2 separate regions of the Manis pentadactyla genome follow, and region 1 is linked to region 2. Evidence: chromatin contacts called from public Hi-C data. All regions are on one chromosome and are shown on one strand. Each heading gives the region's core, a stretch centred on a gene start, on an enhancer-like site or on the middle of the called end of the contact. The rest is flanking DNA. Distances are from core to core; before and after follow the strand shown. Region 1 holds the start of CLASRP (CLK4 associating serine/arginine rich protein). Region 2 holds the start of EXOC3L2 (exocyst complex component 3 like 2).

Region 1 (6,602 bases), core at 767-3,266, 170 kb before region 2:
CCCCTAGCAACCACCAATCCTAGCTCACTTCTCCACCTTCAATTTCCCAACCCCTCCTCAACATCATCCCTCACCCGTTTCCCAGTGTCTTAAGTCTCACTGGGGCAAAACTCTCTTGGCACTACAAAGATTATAATGGTTAGAAGCATAGCCTCTGGAATCAGACTGGGTTTGAAATTTTGAGGCCACAATTTAGCCACTGTGTGTGACCTCTTTGGGCCTCAGTTTACTCATCTGTCATACGGACCTTTTAGGGTCCTTTCTAGAATTTAGTGAGGTCATGGTTATCTAGCACAGTGTCTGGTACAGAGTTAGTGCTCAGGAGGTGTTAGGAACTTTCCAGAAATCAGGAATACCACCTGCATTTGTTATGATCATATTTTACTATGTTCATAGCAAAACTGAAAATAACAGGGGTTTCAAAAGAATAGAATTTATTTCTTTTCTCACATAAACACATTCCAGAGGTAGTTGTCCAGGGATGGTTTGGGGGCCATATGATCATCAGAGACCCAAGCTCCTGCCATTTTCAACTTGTATCTCATGGTCCAAGATGACTGCTGCAGCTCCAGCCATCATGCCTACATTAAAGCCAGCGTAACTTAGTCAGATGTCCACATTAAGTTGTAAGGAAATAGCATCTGGGAAAATAGAGGCTGGGAAATAGGGTCCAATAGCCCTGGGTCTCTTTATGAGACACATGTAAACAGCCTTTGTTGGTGAGGTTTTTCTTGCTTCAGAAAGAGAGATTCTCCTATAATGACACATTTTACCTTATGATTTGGGTCTCACTTGGGTCTCCCATGGTGTGAATATCACTTTTGGGGTTGTCTCTGTATTTTGGGGGTCTCTTGAGCTTCCTCTCCTTCCTCATTTTGGGGAACTCCCCTGCACTGCAGGAGCATGGTTTCAACCCTGGTTCCACAACCCCACTGCTGTATGTAATTGGTTGTTTTGCCTCAGTTTGCTTATTAAATGAGAATGGTGATAGTTCTTGTTCAGAGGTTCTCCTCGGGATTAAAGGAGGCCAACACTGATAATGCGCTTAGCATAGGACAGGGCATTCCACTTTAGGACCTGGCCAGGAGTTGACCCTGAAGCCCACCATACTTCCTTCTCTCTTCTCAATCCAGCAGGCCCTTTCCTCCCCCCGTCAGCCCTGCTGCCAGACACAGACTTCTTCCCTGGCACCGTGACCGTCCCTGGCCTGGAGCCCCCAGGCGGGCAGGATCTTCTGGAGGATAGCTTTGCCTACGATGACGCCACAGCCCCCACGCTCTTCACCATGCTGGACATGCTGGCCCCGCCACCACTCGCCAGCGCTGTCGCAGGCAACGGGGCTGTAGGGGCCTCAGCTGGGGAACCTCCCGGCCCCGAGCCGCTGACGCTGGACTCATACCAGGCCCCGGGCCTCGGGGACGGGGGCACTGCCAGCCTTGTGGGCAGCAACATGTTTCCCAACCAGTACCGCGAGGTGGGTTTTGGGGGTGGCCTTCTGTCTCCAGGGCCTGAGGCCACGTAGCCCCCGCGGCGCTGGGTGAGGAGGGAGGTGAGGAGCCATGCAAACTCATCCAAGATGTCCAGCACTCCCATCGCCTTGGGCCGCCCTTGGTGAGTCTTCCGATCTCCTGATCCTTCTGAATCGAACATTTTCAGCGCTGACGAAAAGCTCCGTGGCGTCGCTTTCCCCTGAGCCCATTTTACAAATGAGAAAACTGTGTGGGGAGGAAAAGGGGCGTGGCCCCTGCGCCGGCTTGTCACAGCTGCCTCGGCTCCGCGAACAGGGGGCACCTCCATGCAGATTCTGAAGAATGTACATATGGGAAGAGGGTGCACATCCCCAGCCCTCCTTTCCCAGGCTTGAAGTTGGGGGTAGGTCGTTCAGTCTTCCCAATAAAGATTAATTTTTGAGCCTCGGGAGGTCTTGTCTCTTTTTCGCTTGGGAAACACCCCCGGCCCCTAAAGCCCAAAGCGTCCAGGTTCTCCTGCGCTCAGACGTTCCCTCCGCCCCCGCAGGGCCCGCCCCTCGCGTCAGCGGAAGCGCGCTCCGCCAGGCTCCACCCCTCCCCCTTCGCGCGGCCTCCCACTTCCGCTTCCGGTGCGGGCAGCGCGCGAGCGCGGCGGTGGGAGGCGACGACTAGCCGGTGAGTGCGGGTGAGGGGCCCAGACCTTCTGGCCTTTGGCGGGCGTCAGCCCAGTTTCCTCCTTCCCTCGGCCTCTCCCCGGGATGCTGTGAGCCTCTGTGCTCGGCTCCGAGGTCTGCCCGTCCCGCACCCCTCCGGCGCGCCCCTGCCCCCGCCGTGGGCCCGAACTCGCCACGTCCAACCCGGCCGCCTGCCACAGGTCCCGCCCTCTTGTCAGAAAGCTTAGCCGGAACCCTCAGGCCCAGGCCCGGTCCCGAGCCCTGGCCAGACCCTCGAGCTTCGCCCCGGTCCGCAAGCCTTGCCCCTAAGCTCGGCCCCCCTCCTCCCGTCCGCCAGCTCCGCCTCCCTCAGGCTCTGCTCCGTTTGTTAGCTCCCCCACCCCCAATTCAGATTCCTTGAGGAATCTTATCCCGCTCTGGGCTCTCCTTTCAGCACTCTCCCGGGTTCCCCTCCCACAAGCATCGTCTTCCATCCACGCCCTTCACCTGGCCTCGACCCCCACTTCCAAACCTCTTTTCTGTTCCTATGAAATTTTTCTCTTCTTCTCCACCTGCTTTCATCTTCATCCTCCTGCGAGCCGTACCCACCCTCATGGATGGCCCCTGGTGGGAGCCATTTCAGGTCTTCCTTCTCTTCTGAAGTACTGTCCCAGCTGCTCGGGTCTGCCTCCATACATGACTTGAAACACTCCCTCCTTACATTCCAAAACCCTTCATCCTTGATTCCAGCGCCTGAACCCAGAACACTCCTTTCCCAGGGTTGCTCACTCCAGAATCACCTGGGGAGAGGGGTTCAGAATGCCTGAGGTACTGGATCAGAGTTGCCAGGGATAAGCCTGAGCAGCTGGCACACAGCTCTGCAGCCTCACTTCCCCTCCCTGGAGCTGGTGTTTAGGATCAGCTCTGTCACCATCTTGTCAGCTGACTTCGATTCTGCTCATACGGTTTTTACAGACCATCTGACATTCTCTTCCCCTCATCCCCCAGGTTGAGGCCCCACGCTTGGCCTCACCACGATGTGGCACGAGGCTCGGAAGCATGAGCGGAAGCTTCGAGGCATGATGGTCGACTACAAGAAGAGGGCAGAGCGGCGGCGGGAGTACTATGAAAAGATCGTGAGTAACCAGCCTTTAATCTGGGCTGAGCGCTTCCTGGAGGGTGGATCCCTGGTCATCCTGTCAAAAGGTAGGCTTGGAAGTATGCCGAGACGGGAGCCCACTTTCCTCAGGAGAATATTCATTCATTTCTTGATCATAGTCATTGGTAAAAACAGGAGGCATTCCGTTTGTTACAGCATACTGTGTTGTTTGGTGTGGCTTCACAGTACAGAGCTGGTGTTAGCAGGAAGGAGGAAAGTCTTTGTAACACTCAGGGCAGTCTAGACATAAGACTGGCCACCTCCAGAACGTTGTCTGTCTTGCTTATTGCCGTATTGGTAGTGCTCCAAAGAGCTCTGCCATTGAGGTTTGCTTAGCACACCAGTCCAAAGGAGTGCCATCAATATTGATTAAGTGAATTCTGACCACTTTCTTTTCCCATTTGGTGCTTTGATACTATATTGCTTTTGGAGAGAAGACTATACTCCATCTGTGACCTAAAAGGCCCTTGTGGTCTGGGCTCTACTGGCCTCTCAGTTTCATCCTTCAGTAGCTCCATTGGCCTTTTTCCCTGTCTCCACTACCACAGGGCATTGTGCATATAATGCCTCTCCTCACCTATTTAAATCCTTGTCCTTGAGACCCCAGCTTGAAATGGCATCCGGGCACTAGGTTCTGTTCTCCTGTTAGGTACGTGTATAGACACTCACATTTTCTACTTCATCACTGCCCCAGTCTCCTCCCTGGTCTCCTGGCCTACGGTCCTGTCCCCTCCAGTCTACCCCCATCAGAGGGGTCCAGAGAGGTCTTTCTAAAGCACAAAGCTAACCCTGTCCCTCCGTTGTTCAGAACTCCTCCATGGAGTGATAGAAAGCCCAGGCTCCTCAAAGCAGCCTTCAAGTCCCATCATGGTCTGCCCCCTCCTACATGCCTGCAGTCAGCTTAGCAAAAGGGCAGAGCTGGCATTCTAACCCAGACTCTCTGACCCTTGACCTCTCAGCTCTTTACCTGGGCTTTCTGTGGCAGACACAAGTTCAGAAAGGTGAAGCGACTTGCCCAAGGTAACCCAGGCAGGAGGCAAAATACCAAAATAGTTAGGTCCTTAGAGTTTGGAGTCTGGACTCTGGGTTCAAATTCCAGCACTTCTACCTAAATACAGTGTAACCTTGGTGAGTGAGTGTCTCCCTGAGCCTAGTTTACTCTGCCTGTGAAATGATACATCATGTAGAGTCAGGTTTGGTTGTGAATAACAGAGACATAAAACATCAGCAGCTTAAACAAGATAGAAGTTTATTTCTTTTTCACACAAAAGCCCAGAGGTGGCCAGTTCTTCGGGGATTCTCTTCCCAGTGTTGTCTCAAGGTCTAAGAAGGCTGCTCAGGCTCTAACCATCATGTCTTCATCCAGCAGGGAGGAAGGGAGGAGAAAAGTGCAACAGGTGCTCATGCCAGTGGTTAAGAAAGTTTCTAGATGTTTATACGTAACACTCCTCTCATATTCCACTGGCCAGAAAGTAGTGCCCTTCTCACATACAGCTGGAAGGAAGGCCAGGAGGCATAGACTTTATTCTGGGTGGACTGTGTCAGATGTGTTAGAAGTCCTGTGACTATTGAAGGAGGGAAAGTGGATGTTGGTTGCCACATAATAGCCTGCTGCAAATCGTAGGGGACAATACACCTACGATTGTTGAAGGGCCATTTGAGTATCCATTGAGATTGGGCACATAGACCGCTAAGTATAGGGGTAGCTGGCTCAGTAAATGCTAGCTCTTGTTGTTACTGAGAGTATTACCAGGTAGAGCTAGAATTTGCATCCGGGTCAGTGGCTAGTATAGAGGAAAGAAGGCTGAAGTTGAGTCGCTTGGAAAGCCTGGGCTTTCAGGCTCTTGGCCTTGTTGGCAGGGGGGCTCCCTCAGTTTTATTTTTGCCCTTGGGACAGTGGTGATGACCCACCCCTCTCACTGGGTGATGGGGAAGAGCTTCAAGAACAAGAACAAGTTCTGGCGAGCTGTGTGGTGCAGGTCCGTACAAGCAGCCATTGTTCCCATACATGAACGTGACCTGCGTTCAGATGCAAGCTGCCAAGCTGTGGTCAGTGGCTGGGGGCTGCTTTGTGGAGGGGGAGGGCTGCTCACACTGGTCGCTCATCCTTCTGGGTGAGAGAAGAGGCTGTGCTGCCGTGGGGGCAGGTGCCGAAGAAGCCGAGGTAAACTGTGGCAGGCTGGATGGGTGTGTGTTGGTAGAGCTGGCTTTTAGGCTCCTATTTGTCCTTGGTGTCTGCTCCTCCTTAGTTTACCTGGTCCTGTCATTGCTCCTATTTCTTCTTTAATCCGTGGTTTAGGTAAAGAGTCAGACTTCCCTGTTGATATGAAGTTGGGAAATGAACAGGTATCAGCTCAGATGTCTCCTCCAGGAAGCCCCCCAGGAAGCCCCAGGCTGACACCCCCTCAGCTGAGTCAGGCACCCCCTTACCTCCATCCAGCGCAGGTCACTCTAGGTCATCATCGTGTGGGAAAGTCTGTCCCCACTTGACTGCAAGCTGTGAGGGCATGGCTGGGGCCCTAGCACACACTAGGTGTCTGCCTAACAGTTGAATGGATGAATGAAAGACTCCATGAATACTTCTGACTCCTTCTGATCCTAGAGGCAGAATAGTACAGTGGTTAAGAATGGAGTTTGTATCTCGAAGAGCCATTTGTACACCCATGTTCACTGCAGCATTATGCACAATAGCCACAATGTGGCAACAGCTAAATGTGCACTGCTTATGAATGGTTAGAGGAAATGTCATCAGTACATACAGTGGGACATTACCCAGCCGTAAAAAGGAAAGAAATCCTCTCACAGGCGACAGTGAGGAACTGTGAAGACATTATGCCTGGTGAAATAAGGCAGTCACAAAAAGAAAAATATTGCAGGATTCCATGTACATGAGGTATCTTACGTAGTTAAACTCTTAGAAGTGGAAACTAGAACTGTGGCTGCTGGAGGAAGGGGAAAGGGGGAGTTATTCGGTGGATACGGATTTGCAGTTTTACAGGATGAAAAGGTTCTGGAGCTCTGTTGCACAAAAAGGTACCTGTGGTCACTGCTACTGCGCTGTGTACTCTGACGTGGGTGAGGTGATAGGTTTTGTATTACACACCTTTCATCATAATTTTAAAAACTATTAAAATGAGTGGAATTGTGGGATCAAGCCCACTTGGGTTCAAATCCTAATTCTGTTTATTATGGGTATGATCTCAAGCATGTGGGCCTCACCCCTCTGAGCCTCAGTTTCCTCACCTGGAATATGGTGGGTAAGAGAACCACCTTTCTCCCATGGTTGAGAAGTTCAAGTGAGAAAATGTAAAACAAGAAAAA
Region 2 (5,884 bases), core at 965-3,464:
ATGGAGGAAGGAGGCAAGGACTTCATTCCTGGTGGGGGAGGAGGAATGATGAGTCAAGCTAGAGAGGTCAACCAGAAGCAGCCCCTGCAGGGCCTTGGATGCCCCGCCGGGGGCCCTGGGCTTTCTCCCGGGGGCACTGGACAGCCACGGAAGGGTGCTTTTCAAAATGATGAAATAGTCCAAACATTCAGAGAAGTAGAGAGAACAAACTTAACAACCACCCACTGTGCCTACAATCCTAACTGCTCTAATCAAACATTCAATTCATTCTCTTTGGTTTGGAGCTTTTAAGAATCAAGCGCACAAAAGCACTAAAACCCCCTTAGCCGACCCTGAGCAGGCTCCCTCTCGCCCTCTCCCAGCGCAGCCCATCTAGAACTTGCGGTCCATCCATCCAAGCCGACTTTTACTCTGTGCCTATACAGACTTGCCTCCAAAAATAATATATTGTTTTACATTGTTTCTAACTCTATAAATGCTATGGCACTATGTTTTTTGTGGGACATAAACATTACATGGGAGATTTTTCCATGCCTGTCTCTGTGGCTCTAGTTGATTTATTTTAAGTGCTGCCTACTATTCCACTGTGTAACTGACAAAGTTGTGTAAAGTGTCAACCGTTCACATGCTCTCCTATGACTGGTTGTTTTGAACTGGGACAGGTTCTAAGCATGTGGGGGCAGAAAGGAGCGGATTCTGGGCAGGTGGGTGTGGGTGCATGGGAGCTTGGGGGGAGGCTGACGCTGCAGGTGCCCTGAGTTGGCTGGGCCACAGGCAAGATGCTCTTCTTTCCTGGTGGGGAGCCTCCTTCCTCCCTGACTTCAGCTTCTAGACCTTAGCTGTCATTTCTCAAGCCTCTGGTTCCTGGAAACATCTTCCAACTTCTCAGTCTCCATGGTCCCCTATCCCCCAGGGAGGCAGTCACCATGGCAACCCTTGCCTGGAGCCCCCCCGTGGCTCCAGCCCCACTCCCCCATACACATGCACACACCGTTCACCCACTGATTTCTGTCTTTCATCTTCCAAACTGGCTTCCATGTGCCTCAACCCCCAAATGGCTCCATCATCCCCCAGAACTGGTTCTAGCATCCCACCTCGAAAGAGGGGGCTCCAATTTCCCTCCCACTTAAGTCAACATTGCCCCAACTACATGTGACATTCTGTCAGTGGCTCCCACATCAACCCCCAAACTGGAATCCATGCTGCAAAACCATATCCGACACCCTCAGACCTGGCTGCAGCATTTTCCCAAAACTGATCCCGGCATTTTCCCTCTTCCTGGCTCTGCAAACTGGCTCCTATATCCCGCCCCCTCATCTGCCTTCCAGTGCCCAGCCCCTGACTCACTTCCGAGACAACCCTCAAGCCCCCAGCCTCCCAGCTCCCGCAGGATGTCTTGGCCGCCAGAGCTTCCCTTTTGGGGCCCCTCCTCCTCTTCCTCGATGCCAGCCTTTCCCCAAAGCCCCAAACCCTCTCCACAGGCACAGGCGGGCCCAACCTGTTTGCAGAAGTCATCGCCTCCAGTCACAGCGTTAGAGAACTGCCTTGCAAATTGCATGCCCAAGCCCGACACCAGCCAACACAACCGCAGTCCAGACCTTGCTCCCCAACAGTCCTGTCACCAGCCTTGCCTATTTCAAGCTCGTCCACATCTTCACTCCCAACCCCGTTCCCATTCCTGTCTCCTGCTCCATCTCTGTCGCAACCCTCGTCCCCTCTCCCATCTCCAAGACCCCTTCTCTGGGAGATAGAACAAAGCACTCACCCCTATTTAGCCTCAGTCTCCCCACCTGAACTCAAAGGGCATCAGCCCCAAGGCCCGTCTCTGCCGCTTCATCTCTCTCCTCCTTCGGTGAATCCAAACTCTCCACGCCCTCTCCCTCGCAGTCTCTCTGGATCCCCAAGAGTCCCCAAGTCTTCCCTGTCCCCTCATCCTGCCCCCATCCCCTCCTACCCTTTGGCTGGCACCCTCCCAAGTCAGGCCCTAGATTCCCCCTCTGCTGCAGCCACTCCAGGCTGCAGGGCACAGGTTCTCAGAACTCTTGTCCAGCCCAGATTCAGAGGGCCCCTGGGGGTAGAGGGTAGGGGGTCGTGTGAACCCTGCCCCCTCCTCCAGCACACTCACCTCCTCCGTAGTGCCTTGTCCCTCTGTCCCTGCGCTGGCGTGTCCTGAGGCTACTTCAGCCAGGACTGTGGAAAGCTTGGGTCTTGAGGGGGGTAGAGGAGGTCAATTTCCTGTCAGGAAACCCCTCCCTCTCGGGGCCAGGGGCGGGAAGGATTTGTTATCTGTCTGCCCTTTTAGGCCAGGCTGCGGTTGGTCTGGGAATGGTCTGGGAAGGACGGGCCACAGTCCGGCCCCCACCCTCACCCACACCCCTGGGCGGAATCAGCCCCCCCTGCCGGCTCTTCACGCCTCCCAAGTGACAACACCATCCTGGGCACCCTAGGAGACACCTCATACTGGATGTGTGCCCAGAGCTCTCTCCTGGGTTCCCTGATACGGGGTGAAGACATTGAGGAAGGTTCTGCTGGGCCCAGAGGCTGGGATGAGAGGCCTAAGGGGGTGACACCCAGCATGGCCCTGGAAGTGTGGTTCTCTTTACCTGAAAGCCCCTGTCCTCAGGTCTCTCCATGGTCCCTTCTTTCGGTAGTTATCCTGATCTCAGCTCCAGTGTCCCTTCTTGAAGGGGTACCCTGGCCAGCCACAGCATTAGGCCCCCTGCACCCTTCCCGCCCCCCAGGCACATGGCTCTGATTGGTCAATCCCTTTGTAGTACCTTCTAGAATCTCAAGGGATTGGATTCCTCTCTCTCCCTTGCAGAGTCTCTGACACTCCCACTTGGATATAAACTCAAAGCACATTTTGCTTACCTTTTTCATCTTCACATCCCTAGAAGTGTGCCTGGCACATAGTCAGAGCTCAATAAAGAGTTGTTAACTAATGCATGAATGTCGATAGATCAAAACTAAGCACTGGAAGTCGCAGACAGAGATGGGTGCAGTTGGGACTGGGAATGGGTTGGTATTGGTAAGGTTAGATGCAAGATTAGGGGTATTTTTTAGGCTCTGCGTTAGGTTAAGGAGGCTTCTCGGGGGCTCAGGCACAGCATCCCAGGCCCTGGGATGCGTGGTCACTTGCTTAGGCAAAGTTGGGGTTGAATTGGGGTTAGGGCCAGCACTAGGGTCAGGGACTGGGCTCAGGGTGGACTCCAGAGACATGATGGCTGGGAGAAATGGGTCAGAGGTTCAGATTCCAAGGTCTGAAGGCCTCAGTTCAAGGACTGGACTTGCCAGACAATGGTTTGTGGGGGAGGGGATGGTTGGGTGGCGAAGGATCAGGGAGGGACAGGCCTATGTCCTCCCCAGGTCAGCGTGGAGCCCTGGTAATCAGAAGGCACCCTGAGCTGGAACCAAGTGGCTTGTGATGAGCTGTGACCACTGTTCGTACTCTTTTTTTTTTAATTTAATTTTTTACTGACGTATAATTCACATGCCATAAAATTCACCCTTAATTTTAAAGTGTACAACTCAGTGGTTTTTAGTATATGCACAAGGCTGTGGCAGCCATCGCCACTAACTCCAGAACATTTTCGTAATCCCGAAAAGAAACTCCTGTGATTCGGTAGCAGTCACTCCCCATTCCTTTCTCCTCCCAGCCCCAGGGATTTACCTATTTTTCACATTTCATGTAAATGGAATCATACCAAGGCGGTCTTCTGTGTTGGGTTTCTTTTGCTAAGCACAGTGTTTTCAAGGTTCATCCACATTGTGGCCTCCCCCTCTTTAAGCCTCAATCCCCTGGTGGGGGAAGTGGGGTGGGGGCAGTACTGGGGATGGGGTGAGGTGGGCTTCCAAGTTTAGGAAGGTGGTCTGCTGCTCCCGTGTGGTGCCTTGGAGAACTGCAGTTTTCTGTGCAAGGACTGGGAAGGGATTGGTGACTCAGCCCGCTCAACCCATCTCCACGACCCCACTCCTCACCCCGCAGAGCCCTTGGGCTCTCAAAGCTTCTAGAACACCATTCTGAATTCCTCCCTCTCTGCCTCCCACCATTCCTAAGACTCCTTGAGCCCCATTTGCTGAATAATAATAGTAATGTCACCCACTTAAGAAGTTCTAATCTGTTCTATGTGAGGCACTTCACTTCTATAGTCTCATTAATTTTTTGCAGACTGAAGTTGCTACTATTATTATTCAACGACAAGAAACCACAGTGGTTAGGAGCCCAGGTTCTGGAGTTTGGAGGCACTTGGATTCAAATTCCAGCCTTGCTTCTCAGCAACATGTGATTTTTCTTCTTGAGCCTCTGTTTCCTCATCTGGAGTTGATAATGATGGTCCAAACTCATGGGGTGGCAGAAAGGATAAAGTGCTCAGAGGCTGGCACGAAGGAAGCCTCTGTGAGTCTATGTAGCTGGTAGTATCAACCAGCAATGTGATATAAATGTTTAACAACTAGCTCTCTGGGGGATGAGGGGTGGGGAGCCTTGATTTGTAGCATTTGCCAATTTCCAGGGCATAAATATTCCCACCATGGCTAATTCAACCTACCAAGGTGACATCACTGAAAGCGTTTTTTGGGGGAAGAGACGTGTAGTAGGCCATTTTACAGTAGTTTCACTGTGCAGATACCATAGATGTAAATAACCTTAGGATCACAGGTAATAGCAAAATGCAGTAAAATAATTAGGATGTGATGAGGATTTATTACCTTTGTTGTAAATATAATTTACTTAATTGTATGTTTGCATCATTTAATTTTTAATACTGGCAGTTTAACAACCAGTTTTAAAATTCCTGAGACTTTAACAGTCGGCTCCAACACTCTGCTGTTATCATCACACTCATTTTACAGGAAGGAAAATTGAGGATGTGGAAGATGGTAGACAGACAGGGACAGGTCACGGACTCCATCCAAGGGCTGGGTAATTTTGGGGCCAGGACTGTGCAATGCCCCTCTTTCTTTCATTCCTGGTCTAGAAGGCGTGGAGGGTCCCCACAGCACTGTGTGACCTCAGCAAAGCCCTTGCCCTCTCTGGTCTCATTTTGCCCATCTGGAGAGCAGCCGTGCCCTGCAGGTGGTTACCTGCATAGAGTTCCTTTGCATTTGCTTCAGCCTGGCCAGGAAGGCAACAGGCAGGAACTCCCGCCCCCCACTTTATAGATTGAGAAACTGAGGCCCAGAAAGGGCAAATGCCTGCCCTGACCACATAGCTGGACAGAAACAGTACTCAGACCCTGGCTGAGGTGCAGAGGACAGGAGACTGCAGCCCACAGCCTTGGGGTCCAGAGTTTTCAGGGAGGAGGGAGGCAGCATTGCTGGAGAGGTTAGCCACCCTTCTGCAGCAGCTCTGCCCAGCACACCGTGCACCCAGCACCCTTAGCTCATGTCCCCAAGAGCTTCCTGGGCCCCATGCCTGGGGAAGGGTGGGCCAGGCGGGTGGGAGAATGTGGACCGCGCCATCTGCCTGGTTCTCCCCCTGGGCGCTTCTCTGCACTGTCTCCATTCCCTTTACAAGTCTCTGTGTCTCCTCTCTGCGTATCTCTGTCTCTTTCCGTCTCTCTGTCTCTGCGTGTGGGTCTCTCAGTCTTTGTCACTCTGTGTCTGTGTTCTCTGTGTATCTCCCAAAGTTTTTTTGTGTGTGTCTTTCTTTCCGTCTTTCTCTGTCTCTTAGTCCTCTGGCTCTTTGCATCTCTTTGTGCCTCTGCATTTCTCTCGGCCTCTGTTTCTATCTCTTTGTGTCTCTTTTTGTGTCTATCTCTGCGTCTCTGGCACTCTGCCTTGGCGTTTTTCTTCTTTTCCCTTCGGGTGAGTCTCTGCCCTTCTGTGAGAACACGCTCCCCAGCAACGCGCCCGGACCTGCCTCCGCCCCCAGAGCCCCCGACCC

What was found. A called contact is a pair of places that touch in the nucleus more often than the background predicts.
Region 1: a contact with region 2 is called in a Hi-C map of fibroblasts, with 2.4 times the contacts expected there. The contact joins the promoter of CLASRP here to the promoter of EXOC3L2 in region 2.

What each region holds. Positions count from the first base shown.
Region 1 is chr15:4,185,937-4,192,538 of mManPen7.hap1, reverse strand. CLASRP (CLK4 associating serine/arginine rich protein) reads left to right here and starts at 2,016. Exons shown (of 21, transcript XM_036885689.2): 1 at 2,016-2,144; 2 at 3,131-3,258. The coding sequence starts at 3,160. RELB (RELB proto-oncogene, NF-kB subunit) reads left to right here. Exons shown (of 11, transcript XM_036885755.2): 11 at 1,137-1,918. The coding sequence ends at 1,522.
Region 2 is chr15:4,021,159-4,027,042 of mManPen7.hap1, reverse strand. It overlaps EXOC3L2 (exocyst complex component 3 like 2), which reads right to left and starts at 2,214. Exons shown (of 12, transcript XM_057492920.1): 1 at 2,122-2,214.